2 separate regions of the Mus musculus genome follow, and region 2 is linked to region 1. Evidence: chromatin contacts called from public ChIA-PET data. All regions are on one chromosome and are shown on one strand. The core of a region is the stretch at or near the end of the contact, and the rest is flanking DNA. Distances in the headings are between cores, read along the strand shown. Region 1 has its middle 14 kb from the start of Gm31657. Region 2 holds the start of Smad5 (SMAD family member 5).

What was found. ChIA-PET counts read pairs in DNA pulled down with a chosen protein or histone mark.
Region 2: a contact with region 1 is called in an RNA polymerase II ChIA-PET map of memory CD8 T cells, with 29 read pairs. The contact joins the promoter of Smad5 here to the enhancer-like site in region 1. A contact is called at or near these places in 1 of 39 promoter capture datasets (pre-B cells), 1 of 484 Hi-C or Micro-C datasets (the G1E-ER4 cell line) and 2 of 115 datasets of contacts at active chromatin or transcription factors (embryonic limb bud and memory CD8 T cells).

Annotation. Positions count from the first base shown.
Region 1 is chr13:56,149,144-56,155,871 of GRCm38.p6, reverse strand. No RefSeq gene overlaps it. Among named protein-coding and RNA genes, the nearest start is that of Gm31657, 14 kb to the left of the region's middle. Within about 2 kb of position 2,566, at least 58 of the 459 cell types and tissues checked have an H3K27ac peak or open chromatin away from gene starts, as enhancers often do. A contact at or near this core is called in memory CD8 T cells and pre-B cells, where this site is marked.
Region 2 is chr13:56,698,971-56,705,698 of GRCm38.p6, reverse strand. It overlaps Smad5 (SMAD family member 5), which reads right to left and starts at 2,689. Exons shown (of 7, transcript NM_008541.3): 1 at 2,568-2,689.

The sequences.
Region 1 (6,728 bases), core at 1,317-3,816:
CTGTGGAAAGGAATGAGCCCAAGCCTCTCCAGGATCTAAGAGTTTATGAGTTGGCTCTGTAGCATTGCCTTCTTGTGGGGAGAGAGGTGTGGTGAGAAGACAGTGGGAACGCGCCAAGCAGCAGTTTAACAAAATAACCCATGAGCTAGTATAGAAAGAGAGTTTCTCTGCTTTCCAAACACAAGTGTTTACAGGCCAGGACTCAGTGACCCAAGGACCTGATTTTGAGCCTATCTTGATAGACCCCAAGACAGAAGACTTCTCTTATAATGCAAAATGCCTGGAAGCATGGGGATATCCCTCAGGAACTTTAATCAGCCTGGCCAAGAAGTCGCTGCGCAGTTGCTCATCTGAGAAAGATGTAGAGGCATCGAGACCTGATCCTGGAGTTCTCACAGAGGCTGCCCTCTGCCAACTGCCAAATGCAGCCAGAGAAACCCTCCTGGCTCTGGCCTAATTGCTGATCTTTGGCTACATTGGGGCAAGTAGTCCAGCAGAGCTCTGTGGGTAAGAACCTTCTCCATGGGACCTGTAAGAGCCATGGTGGAGAGATCAAATAACCCTCTTGCTTTCAGCCCTACAGCAGGCCTGGTCTCCGTCAAGCAGGACATGCCAAGCCAGGCAGGACATAACTTCCCTGCAGACAGCAGGGCAATGAGCAAGCCATAAAAAAGCCTAATCTCTTAAAGCAACATGAACTGTTGGCAAGAGCATAAGGAGAAAACAGCGCTAGCCAAGGGCTAATTTTCTTCTCGTGGTAGATACCTCCTAACTGCCTGCAGAAACAAATGAACGTGGGGGAAAGTCCTGTTAACACGAGTGGGTAGCAAGGCACACAAATAGCCTTATTGTAACTGTTAGTGACAGTTACTGACTGAGTGCTTTTCTGCAAAGGGTATTTTTATTCTGTAGCTTGACAAATCTTTGTGCTCCCCAAATACTAGTAGTATTATCATCCCTTGTCATTTGTATCAAATACAAAAACCCAGAAGCCATTTGAGTATGTCCTACAAAAGATTTTCCTATAGGGAAATCAAAGACTAGTAAGTTGTGGTAAGGACTGGAGAAGAATATGCAGAATGTTATGATGTCACAATCCTTATATTCAAGAACATGTGAGTTATAGATCTCAACTGAGGACAGCAAGCAGCTGCTATAGCTGGCACCAGGACTACAGCCACAATCAGCTCTGTCACTCTTGAAGCTGGTAGCCATCTTGGTTTGGCTTCATTGAAGCCAAACTCTCTAGAAGAAAGACTTACTGTATCCGGCCTGCCTTCCAAAAATCACACAAGAAAGGTCATTAAGAGGAATTTACTGCCGGGCAGTGGTGGCGCATGCCTTTAATCCCAGCACTTGGGAGGCAGAGGCAGGCGAATTTCTGAGTTCGAGGCCAGCCTGGTCTACAGAGTGAGTTCCGGGACAGCCAGGGCTATACAGAGAAACCCTGGCCTCACTCGCCATCCTCTTCAGCTTTGAGTACAATGCTCACCCTGCCCTCAGCAGACAGGTTTCTTCTTGCAGTGGATAGGGATTAACACAGACCACAGCTGGACGATGTGCTGAGCATAAGGGACTTTGGAATGCTCAGACCGAAGTGGGATGTCTTCCTCAAAGCCTTCCTCAGGGCTCATGGATCTCTGCAGCAGAGGGGACAGAAAGATTGTAAAAGCCAGAGGGGATAGGTGACTCCAGAGAAACAGTGTCTTTCAGATGCAGCAGGACTGATGCACATATAAACCCACGGGGACCATGGCAGCACACAAGACCTGAACACACTCAAGCCAAACAGGGTTCCAGCATGGAGAGCGGGGAAGGAACAAGGAGCCCCAACCCTTACCAGGAAGCTTTCTACAACCGATACCCGTTGGCAAAGGAAAAATCTGGGGTTTTGGTTGGTTGGTTGGTTGGTTGGTTTGGTTTTGGTTTGGCCCCCAATGGAGTCTCAGTCTGTCAGCCACACTTCAGGGTAGGCCCTCTGCCCACCCATAGTTAGCCAACACAAAAAAATGAACTCCAGGACTCGTGTGTGTGTGTGTGTGTGTGTGTGTGTGTGTGTGTGTGTGTTATGTGTGCTGTCTGTTTCTTTTTGTCTTTTTGTTTCTGTTTGTTTTGGTTATGTTTGTTTGGTTTTTTTGAAAGGGGAAATCATAAAGCCGAGGGTATAGGGAGGTGGAAAGGGTCTGGGAGGAGTCCGGGTGGGGAAAACATGATAAAAATTTGAGAGAGAGAGAGAGAGAGAGACCCACAGCACAAATGATCAACAGTTCTGTGGCTGTCACACACACAAACACATATACCACCACTACCACAACAACAAACACCACCACCACCAGAACTCCTCCACAGCACCCGTGGCAGCTTGTGAACCTGAATAATGCTCTATTTCTTGAGCTAAGCAGTGTTGACCAGACTGACACTGTGAAAGTTCTCAGAGCGCAGGCTCGACATTTCTACATTTTTATATTATCTCAGGTTTTAATTTAAGTTTACTTAGAAGCCATGTTGTCTGCTAGGACCAGGAAATTAACCACAGTTGTGTTTGAAAACCCTCTTCCTTTTCGATGAAGAAGCTGAAAACCAGTCACGCCCAGTACAGCTACCAACTCGGCCTAAGTAAACACGGTGAGAGGCCTTGGCAGAAACTTACATTCATTGCCTTTCTCTCTCTCTCTCTCTCTCTCTCTCTCTCTCTCTCTCTCTCTCCCTCCCTCCCTCCCTCCCTCCCTCCCCCCTCTCCCTCCCTCCCCCCTCTCCCTCCAGCTCCCTCTGTCCCTCCCTGGAAGTGGGGGGGGGAGAGATCTAAGAGAGAGATCTGGCTATATAGTTTATCTCTTCTTCCAGAGAGATCAGTTAAACTACATTTCCCAGCCTCCCTTGTGGGCAGGTGCAGCCATACAGTGAATCCTCGCCAATAGAATGCTCAAAGAGGTCACCAGTGGTGAGTGTGAATTCCAAGTCTGGCTCATACCACTGTCTTGCACAGCCCCAGTTACCTTCTCTAACATCCTGGGAAAGCTCTTTTATGTGCTAGAGAAGCACAAAGCCATAGACTGAAAAGAACCTGGGCTCAAAGCAACCATCTGGAGGAGAGCCATTTGGGGGTGTTACCTGACCAGAAACAAAGAGACAAATGGACCAGCAAGGAGTAAGGTGTGAGGTGCACAGCAACAAAGCCTACCCCATCACACATAAGCTCTTCCACTATGAGGCACACACATCCTATGCGCTAACCCACTTGCACTGTCTATTTAGAGACAGACCCCACAAAATTTTAAGTCTCCCAGAAAACATAGTGACCTCTCAACCTGCAACCTATTGACTTAAAAAAAAGATTTATCTTTATTTCTTATGTGTATGAAGGTCTTTCATGCATATGCACCATATGTGTGCCTGGTGTCCCCCAAGGCCAGAGGACAGCTTTATATACCCTGGAACTGGGGTTTTAGAAGGTGGTGAGCTGTCAGGTGGGCAATGGGAACCAAACTCAGGTCTCCTTCAAAGGCAGCAAGTGCTCTTAACCACTGAGTCATCTCTCTGCCCCAGACTTTTAAAGCAAAACAAAAACCAACCAACCAAAAACCAAAACAAAACAAAACAAAAACCAAAAACAAAGAATTCACAAAAGAACTGGTCACTGTCTAGCTCTCAGGTGACCAAAGCTGTGAATCCAGAGGGAGAAATTCATTGTTATATTAAGAGCTGAATATCCTGTCTTATGTCTTTGCATCTCTTAAAAATTCTGTCTTCCCATTGCAGACAGAGAGCTCACTTAGACCAGCGGCATTCTGGAGCCGCTTAATAAAGGGCTTGACCGTTCTTAACCACCAGGGGGCGATACCACGTAACTGAAGTAGACAGTAACTGCAGAAAGGGTGGGACCCCTCTGGCAGGTATTCCAGTGCGGTGGCCAGAGAGTTCTTGGATAAATGGGGAGGGGACAGCTAAGAAGGCTTCTTTGACACCTGGCTCCCACTTACACACACACACACACACACACCCCCACACCCCCCCCCCACACACACACACACACGCACGCGCGCGCGCACCATCGTTGTTCCAAGGGCTACCCTACCTGTATGTTTTTCTGCACGTATAAAAACTCAGTAGCTGGAAGATTTAGCTGCAGGGGTTATGTAATAACTATGCTACCTGCTACCAAAACTTCTAAACACGTAGCTGTTGGAAAATGAAAACACGGGGTCAGGGTGGGGGAAGAGAGCACACATGTCGTGCAGAGCCACGGACCTGCAAGAAAACAGTTTCTTCCACATCACTCTGTGGTTTCCTAGTAAAACCGAAGGCTGCGAGTTCTGCTTCCTGGAATGGGAGCTTGCTTCCCCTCACCCCCATAACGAGCCCTTGCTAAAAATACCTACAAAAAGCTCAGCCTGTTTAACAGCACCAAAGAGCAACTGAAGATTTGTAGAGCAAGATGAAAGAGAGATGGGAACTCCCGAGTTCAGTGTATAGCCCAGCGGCTTAGCAGAACTTTTGATGAGCACCCCAGCCAAAAGAGTATTCAATACGCAGCTTGGGTTTTCAATTGGGGTCTCATATCCACAGCTCCAGAAAGAGAGGATTTTAGGTCAGGTTTCCTAAAGATAGACCAAGACAGACACTTACAAGCAGACCTGAATCAGGAGATATGACCTCAAGGAAGCTACAAGGAGAAAAGAGACAAGGAAGAGAAGTGGGAGCATACATGAGAGAGGGGCTGAGACTGAACAGTCTTTTTCAGGCCTGGAGGCTGGGGATAATTACCAGTAATTCCCTTTGGAGAACGTTGACTCTACAGAGTTAACTCTTGACTTTCCATGTTGTCCCAGAATCTTTTTAGGAGCATAGAAAATTAGGGGTGGGGATGGGGGAGATGCAATCTAAAAGTCTAAACAAAGGAGATGTAAAAATTCTAATATTAGATAAATAGATTTTAAGATACATTTTAAAGAAGAAAAGTGACCATTTCGTAATGGTGTAGAACAATTCATTTCCTAATAAATTCACAGTCCTAGCCTGTCCATAGCTCACAATATAGGTTTAATGTGTTCATATGCAAATCATGTTATATGTGTATGTAAGCACATGCAGACACATACATAAATGTATCTAATGCATCAAAAGATGCAGTCACAACAGACAGAATTAAGACAGATGGACCAATCAAGACTTGGAATACAAGACTTCCACACATCTCACTCCAGACCTGACAAGAAATCAGCCAGGACATTGAAAATCTGAAAACTATAACGAATAGACCTGGCTTAATTGATATATAAAACATGTCCCTAGTGATAATAAAATTCAAATTATTGCCAAGTGGATATGAACATTTTAACAGAGGAGAGCCATATGCTGAGCCCAAAAGAACTTCAACAGTTTTCTGTGCTTATGATCACCTGTTATTAGTGTGTGTTAGAAGTAAGCCAGAAAAAAGCACCAAAATTCTGATGTGCCAAACGTCAAATATGTGCTTTACAAATAATAACCTAGAGTTGGAGGCTGGGGAGCTGTTAAAAACACTTGCTGTTCTTGCAGAGAACCCACATGACTGCTCACAACCAACTCTAGCTCAGGCCAGCCTGGGCTGCAGAACCACTATCTCCAGAAAGAAAAAGAAAAAAAAAATTAAAAGAGGCACTAGATAAAAACAGGAAAGCATATAATCTCAGTCATTTAATTTGGGTGACTGAAAAATTCAACTGAAAGGAATTAATTCTTGGTAAAGTAAGTATCGAGACTGACTAAGAATAGATAATTTTAATAAGATAACTTAAATAAACTAAGACTAGATCATTTAAATAATACTTTACTCAAGAAATGGATCTTGTAATTCAAAATCTTTCCACCAAGGAAAACTCCAGACAGCTCCGTTAATTTCTGTCAAGTTTATATATCAAGAATGAATCTAGTACAACTGATATAATATCAAATCTTCCCGGGAATTTAAAAAGGAAGGAGAATCGTCATTCAGATTACATTTTCAGCAAGTTATTTTGAGTGTGTCAACAAGCTGATTCTAAAATTTACATGGAGAAGCAAAAGACCCAGAATGGGCAGCACTGGGTGAGAGCCAACAGAGGTGAAGTATGATGCAGGCTCAAGATGTCATAGAAAGCCGTAGCCATGGAGACAGGAGGTCTAGGGGCAGAACGGACAAATGGCTGAGTGGGAGGAACAGACAGCCCAGAAATAGATCCACAGGAGTGTGGATTACTGGACTTTGACACAGTAATCTTATGCGCCTAGCAATGCGCCCCAACATAGACCTTGGATGCTTTACAACACTAGGTGAAATAGGTCACAGACTCTAAATGTAAAACAAAAAAATATAAAAATCCCTGCATGATATTAAAGAAGAAAGCCTAGGTGAGCAGGGCTTGGCAATGATTCTAGAAACAACACCAGAGGCACAACCTATAGAAGACATCATTTGCAAGATAGACTTCATTCGTTTATTGAATGTGTCTGGGGGCTGGATAGATGGCTCAGAAGCTAGGAGCTAAGAGCTCTTGAGGACCTAAGTTTAGTTCCCAGCACTCATGTGGTGGCTTCTAACCATCTGTTACTCCAGTTCCAGGGGATCCGATGCTTGCATGAATCTCCCATCACTGGTTGCATGGTTCATATGCATGCGTGCAGGCAAAGCACGCATACACATAACATTTTAAAATCTTAAAAAAAAAAAAAAAGACTACCTTCTGTCTTAATCCAGTGGACAACATTCT
Region 2 (6,728 bases), core at 1,440-3,939, 550 kb before region 1:
GAAATCATGATGTTTGAGTCCATCCTGCAAACAGGAAACAGGCTGCCCAGGTATAATTACAGCTGTAGCCTAAAGTGCCTCGGGTTCACCCAGAAATTAAAGCCCAAGGAGGAGGGTCAGCAGAATTCACTCTCTACCTTGCTACAGCCTGCAACTTTTAATGATACTCTCACCATGTTACATAACTAGCAGCACACAACAATCTGATTCAAACCTCATTAGCCACAGACTGCCACTGTTTCTCACTGCAATCAATGGCTACCTTTGCCAGAGGGCGAAGAAAGGCAACACACACATCATCTACCCAATGCTATGGCGCCCCCACCACAAAGAACCAGCTAAGCAGCCCCAGCCAGACGGCCCAGAACACACCACACATTTTACTTTCCCCAGGCTCATTGCTCTCTTCCTTCTTTTAACTATGCCATATCCTATATGGACACAAGGAAAACTCAATCTGAGTGTTTGGTACAGTAGGGTGCACAGGTTCCAGAAGCTGATAGAGCAACCCAACCAAAATAAATAACCAGATGTGATGGCACAGGCTTGTAATCTTAGCATCTGGAGGCAGAGGTACGAGTTCAAGGGCATTCTGGACTACATAGCAAGTCTGGGCCCAGTCTGGGTCACCAGAACACCTGTCTGGGAAGGAAGGAAGGAAGGAAGGAAGGAAGGAAGGAAGGAAGGAAGGAAGGAAGGAAGGAAAAGTCAGTTGAAAAGATTCACCTACAGGAAGTGACAAAATGATGAACGGCATTTGTGACAAAGACACTGCAGAAGTTGAAGTGGTAACAACAGTTATCTAAAGGACTGAGTGGGGAAACACTAAAGAAGGAGAGTGCCAAGGAGGTCACCACCTAGCAATCATACTCGCCTCACTATGCAGTCCCCCAGATGGCCTGGACCTCACACCTGTCTACCTGCCTGGTATTAGAGGTGTGGGCCACCATGCATGGCTACAAAACTATTTTTCCTCTAAGCTTAATATGTACAAACCTTATATAGGTTAGATTTTGATAGACCAATTCTTCTAAGTTGTTTTGGAATTTTATAATTTCTGGGGTTCATTTTAGAGGGGGAAAATGTTACCAAAAAGGGTAAAAGGAATAATGTGATTTGTTACTACTGCTACTAACCTCATCTGGATCATAAGCTCTGATAGAGCAGTTGAGTGTGAAACCGTCCTGCTCCATGGAGGAACTGTTTCCATACAACAGGCATTATGGGCTGGCATCTAGCAGAAACCCTCAACTACTACTCTAAGCGTTTCTAAACCTACTGGGTTTTCAACTTTAACGGTAACTCCCATACACTAAGAAAATCCAAGCACTCTTTGTTTAAAAAAGAAACACACAGCCAGAGTTGGTGATGGCTCACCCCTGTAATCCCAGCACTTGGAAGCTGAGGCAGGAGGATTGGCCAGAGTTCAAGGTCTGCCTAGCAAAACCCTGTCAGAAAGAAAAGAAATCACATGTACCCTTTCGCTTAGCCTCTGTCAAAGCAACCAACAAATTCCATTGATCGCCCAGTGTCCGTTGCTAGGTAGGCATACACTTGATAGTGCTAGGCAACAGGCATGATGTGATCAACTCCACCAGACTTCAAAACTTTTTCCACAGAAAGATAAACAAGATATACTTAGCACCACACCCATCTAAACGCAGCAGCAGCCAGAAATACCCACCCCCCACCCCCCTCCAGCTGCTCAGGAAACACTGTCTTTTACGATCAAGATAAAGATCTAGCCTACAGTGTTCGGCCGTTCCTGCCTTCCAGGTTGGCCGGGACTCCTTTCGCCGGGGCCATCACAAACCGGACACACACACACACACACACACACACACACACAGAGACACGCTTCGGATCGCTGGCACACCTCCAAATACCTCGACCATCCCCGCCAGCTCCTTCTGCAACCGAAAAGTCCGGGCCACTGAGCATGCTCTGACCCTAAGACGGCCGCCACCGGGGAAGTTCCCAGAGCTTAGGGTTCCCGGCTCGGCGCAGCCAGAAGCGCAGAGGAGAAAGGGCAGGGGGAGGGGATGGAGTCTGAACTTGGGCACGCATGCCCAAGGGAACCACCGGGACCGGGGCAGAGACAAAAGCTGCTTCGCTTCCTCACACAAAGTTTAGCGCAGCGAGGGAGCCTCTGCGACGTCCGGAGAGTGACGGGCGGGCGAGCGGGCGGGCGGGCGGGCGGGCGGGCGCAGGGGCGGGTCGCCGCCAGCCGGCTGGCCGGAGTGTAATTCCCACCGATAAGCGCGGATCCTTATCTCCCAGACACAAAGCGGCGGGGCGCGCGCTCGGCCTAGGCCGCCTGCGCGGCTCCGCGCGCGGGCCCGGGCGTCGGTGGCGCGCCGAGGTGGCAGCGGCCTCGTCCGCGCCGGCCTCGTCGGCCGCGCGGGGCCTCCTTAGCACCGGGGCCTCCCGCGCTGCGCGGAGCCCCGTCCCGTGCCGTCAGGTCCCGCGTGGGGAGCCTCTAGGCCTCCAGCCTCACGCGGGCCGCTGCCGCCGGCGCTTGTCCCTCCGCCGGGCCCCGAGCGCCCGCCCTGGGGCCCCTCACTCACCTCCCCGCCGCCCAGGCGCGCTCTCCTCACGCCGTCGCCGCGCTGTGCACGCGCCGCAACTTTATTAGCAGCTCGGCCCCGGGACAAGCGCTCGGCGCCCGCTCGCCGGGGACCCGGATGATGAGGGGGAGGGGGGGCGGCGGCGGAGGGCCGCGGCGGCCGGCGCATGCGCGTCGGGAGTGGCCGAGGCCTGGCTTCTGCTGTCCGCAGCGAGCCTGGAAGTGGCACTTGGGTTAGCCAAGCTCACCCGCCTTATAGCGAAACGGTCGTCCTCGCTCTGGAGAGCTGGAGACCTTTCTAGCCAATCTAAAGCGTTAAAAAGTATCTTCAGCTACAACTTCGCCGTTTTCATTGATTTGTAATAGAAACCCTAAGAGACAGAGACCTCTGGCTGAGCATCAGATACCACACAGCTTACTAGATGTAGCCTTAATATTGCTCCCAAAGGGGGAAAATCCTCTGCAGGTGGAGATAGTGCTGAACCCGGAGCTGAGGACGAGTGGCCATTTCTCAGGACACAGTCCCAGCTGTTCACGGGACACCGCCCCACATCTGGAAGCCGGGAGCGCCTTGAGCTCTCAGGCTTCAGCAAGTGGAGGCTTAGAGGTGCTCGAGCTGTCTTACAGGGTAGCTCTGTACTAATCCGGCTGTCTGGCTTCTCTTCCCCTCCAAACGGTCAGCTTGGACAGCAAGGGAAAGCTTTTTAAAATAGTTTCGTGTTTATTTTTAAAGGTCTTTAAAACTGATCCCCCCCCCCCCCACACACACACACCGGTTTTCTTTTTGAGTAAATTGGAACTATTTTTAACCTTTCCCAGTCAATCCCATCCTCCAATATCAATTCTGTAGATCCCTAATTCTGACAGTTTCTCCTCACTTTTATTACCACCTCCTCCGCCTGAACCAGGGTCACCTCACTTGACACACAAATGCGGCGGTTTCCATGTTTCTCCAGACTCCAACGGCTTGTTTCTATTTGGAAGAGATTAAATAAATGCCGTGAGGAGGCGTTTATGGAAGCAGCCATGTCAAAGGGTGATAGGTGAGAATCCGGCCAGAGCTGGGGAACTAGAGAGAGAGCACCAAGGGAAGGCAGCAGCTGTGACTGCAGCCAACCATCCGCAGGAAGAAATGTGGCAGTGTCCGCCCATTATTGGCAGATCTTCTGGCTTTTCGAAGAAAGTTGGAAATGCATCTTTTTCTATACTAAAAGGAAATCACACATTTATCTGATCAGCTGCCTCTTTGTCTCTTTCCTGGGCTCCCTGACCTGCCCTCCCCTTCTCTTTTTTAGACATTGAGAAGACTCACCCTGGTACAAGCCAAACAAAACAAGCCCATGGTCCCAATATAGCCTACAGGCCATCAGTGTGCAATCTCAGGTCTCCATCTTAAACTTCTTTACTACATCATAAACTCTGCGCAGGAGGACTCTGTATGCGCCAACACTGCCTGGCTTACTGATTCCTGGCTGTTAAGTCTTTGCTGTTACCGGCCCTTGGAAGGCATGGCTTCTGGAGCCTGGCATGGATTTACAACTCCCAGACGTACCTATAACCCTACTGAAAGAATGCCCTTTTTTCGGAACTGATGTTTGCAGCCGACTTTGCTTAATATTGTGTGTATCAGCGCCGTTCCTCACTTCAAGAAACTATTAAAAATCATTTCACAAATTGTGTGCATATTTGTAAGAACACTTCGTGAGTACTGGGGTCCTGTCCCGAACCGTGGGTATAATCCTAAAAGCAAGTATTTCACTTCCTCAACTGTGTATCTGCACACTGGGCAAATTAACTTGAGACTCCAGGCTCTCGGGTGGCTTTGTACATTCAGGCCAGGCCCTCAGTTACAAGAGATAATAACACAGAAAGGAAGCATGGGGGCTTTAGCAGCCAGTAGGACTCTTCCAGAGAATTGAGAAGTAACCTAAACTTCACAGGATGTAGAACTCAGAGGGCCCAGTATACAGTTGTCAAAGATTACTGTCAGGCTTGCCAGAGGCATAAAGAAGTCTTGCTTAGGGTAATCAACTGAATCTAAGAACAAATGTGGCACAGTGTGATCTGACCAGATGATACATGATGCATGCAGTGGGAATCAAGATCTGTAAATATATATCATAAGTAATATAAATAATATAAATATATAACTATATAGAGAAATATGATAAATAATATAGATATAAAGTATATATATCTATATATACACATACATAATTTCAAGATTTCTGGATCATTAAGCCCTGCAGTTGTCAGCCAGGAAACACAGTCCCCTGCCTTGCAATTTGAAGACTTTCTCTGTTGTCCCAGGCAGCATGGCCATGGGAACCTAGCAGGTAGATGCCAGAGATGATATAAACACCCCAATCAGTGGTTCTCAACCTTCCTAATGTTGTGACTCTTTAATATAGTTCCTCATGTGTGGTGACCCCCCAACCATAAAGTTATTTTTCTCGCTACTGTATAACTGGAATTTCGCTATTGCTATGAATGTCTGTGTTTTCTGCTGGTCTTAGGCATCCCCTGTGAAAAGGTTGTTTAACCCCCAATGGGATTCTGACACACGGGCTGAGAACAACTGCCTTAAATGTATACAATGACCTCCTTGTGCTAAGAACTACACAGCTCCCATGGTGACGTGAAAGAGCAAGAAACCTCAACCTCCAAATCCTTTGTACTTGATTACATTTCCTTTAAGAAGAAATTGGGCCTTTTCTCCCCAACTCTTTCGATATTGATTACGTTAGTCATTTGATAAACAGAATTAGCCTAAAGGGTTTATCCATGGCCCACTCCCACTTTACATTTTTCCTGACCCAAGAAGTAAGCAATTTTCAGGAAAATTGGGAAAACACATAGATCATCTTCTCTTATGTTTTATTTTTAAATATAAAATAATTGAGGCGAGGTGGGTTTTGGTTGAAAATTATTAATAAATATTTTAAGTCCACATTTTTGCTTTAACTCAGAAGACCCTCCCTAATATACCTACACATCCAGTGGAGCTAGAAGAATCCAGGGTTTGGTGGCATCACCCAACAGAAGCATCAAGGAGTGACATTATCACAGGCATCCACACCTTCATAGCCCCCCAGAGACACCCGCCATCCTCAGTTATGGAACGTGGGCACCAGAGGAAGAAATGCCTAAGTTTATATGCGTTCCGCAGACAGGATCCTACGGTAGAATAAAGCTCCCGTTTCAAACTCTGAGTGCTTTCTGTCTTCTTACCCTGGCAGACAACCCCCAGCCTCTATCCTTAGTACTGGAAACACTGTAAGAAGCACAGCTAAACCAAGCAGCGCTCCAAAACCAGTGAGCTACAAAGAATCGACTCATGAAGACGCCAGGCAGGCCAGGGAGAGGAGAGCACCTACAGCCCAGCTGGCCAGAAGTTTTGTGGTTGTCTTTTAGGAGAATAAACCAGGGAGGGAGAGCTGGCCTAGCGGGTAAGAACACAAACTACTCTTCCAGAGGACCTGGGTTAGATTCCAGAACCCACATGGGAGTGGTCCACAACCACCTATAACTGAAGCTCCAAGGGAGCCACCGCCCTCTTCTGGCCTCTGTGGGCAATTGCACTTACATGCACACACCCACAAGAGATGAGCAAATATACAAATAATTAAACATAAAAACAAATCTTAAAAAAGATAGAGAATAAATCAAGGGGCCACACCAACTAGAGATTACACCAAAGTGGTTTTTAATAGAATAATTTAAAGTATTTTCCAGTAAAATTCTAATGTGAAGGCTTCCACACCAATCAGTAAGCCAGGTGTGGAAGCACACACCAGTAATCCCAGCACTGGATAGGATGACATGGGAGGATGACATGTGAGTTCAAGGCCAGCCTGGACTGCATAGTGAGGCCCCGTTTCAAAAATCAAAAAGAACGTATTGAAAGATAAAATTCTTAACTTGGAAGCTGAAGCAATAACACGCAATAAGAGTAAGAGGAGAAGGAGGAGGAGGAGGAAGAGGAAGAAGAAGGAGAAGGAGGAAGGAGAAGGAGGAGGAGGAAGAGGAGGAAGAGAAGGAGAAGGGGAAGAAGAGAATGACAGCTGTGTCCACTCAAAGCCCAGGAAACTCTTTGAAGCTTCAGGGATGACAGCAGAGAAACCATAAGCCCCCACAATTATTGAGCACACTTTATGTGTGT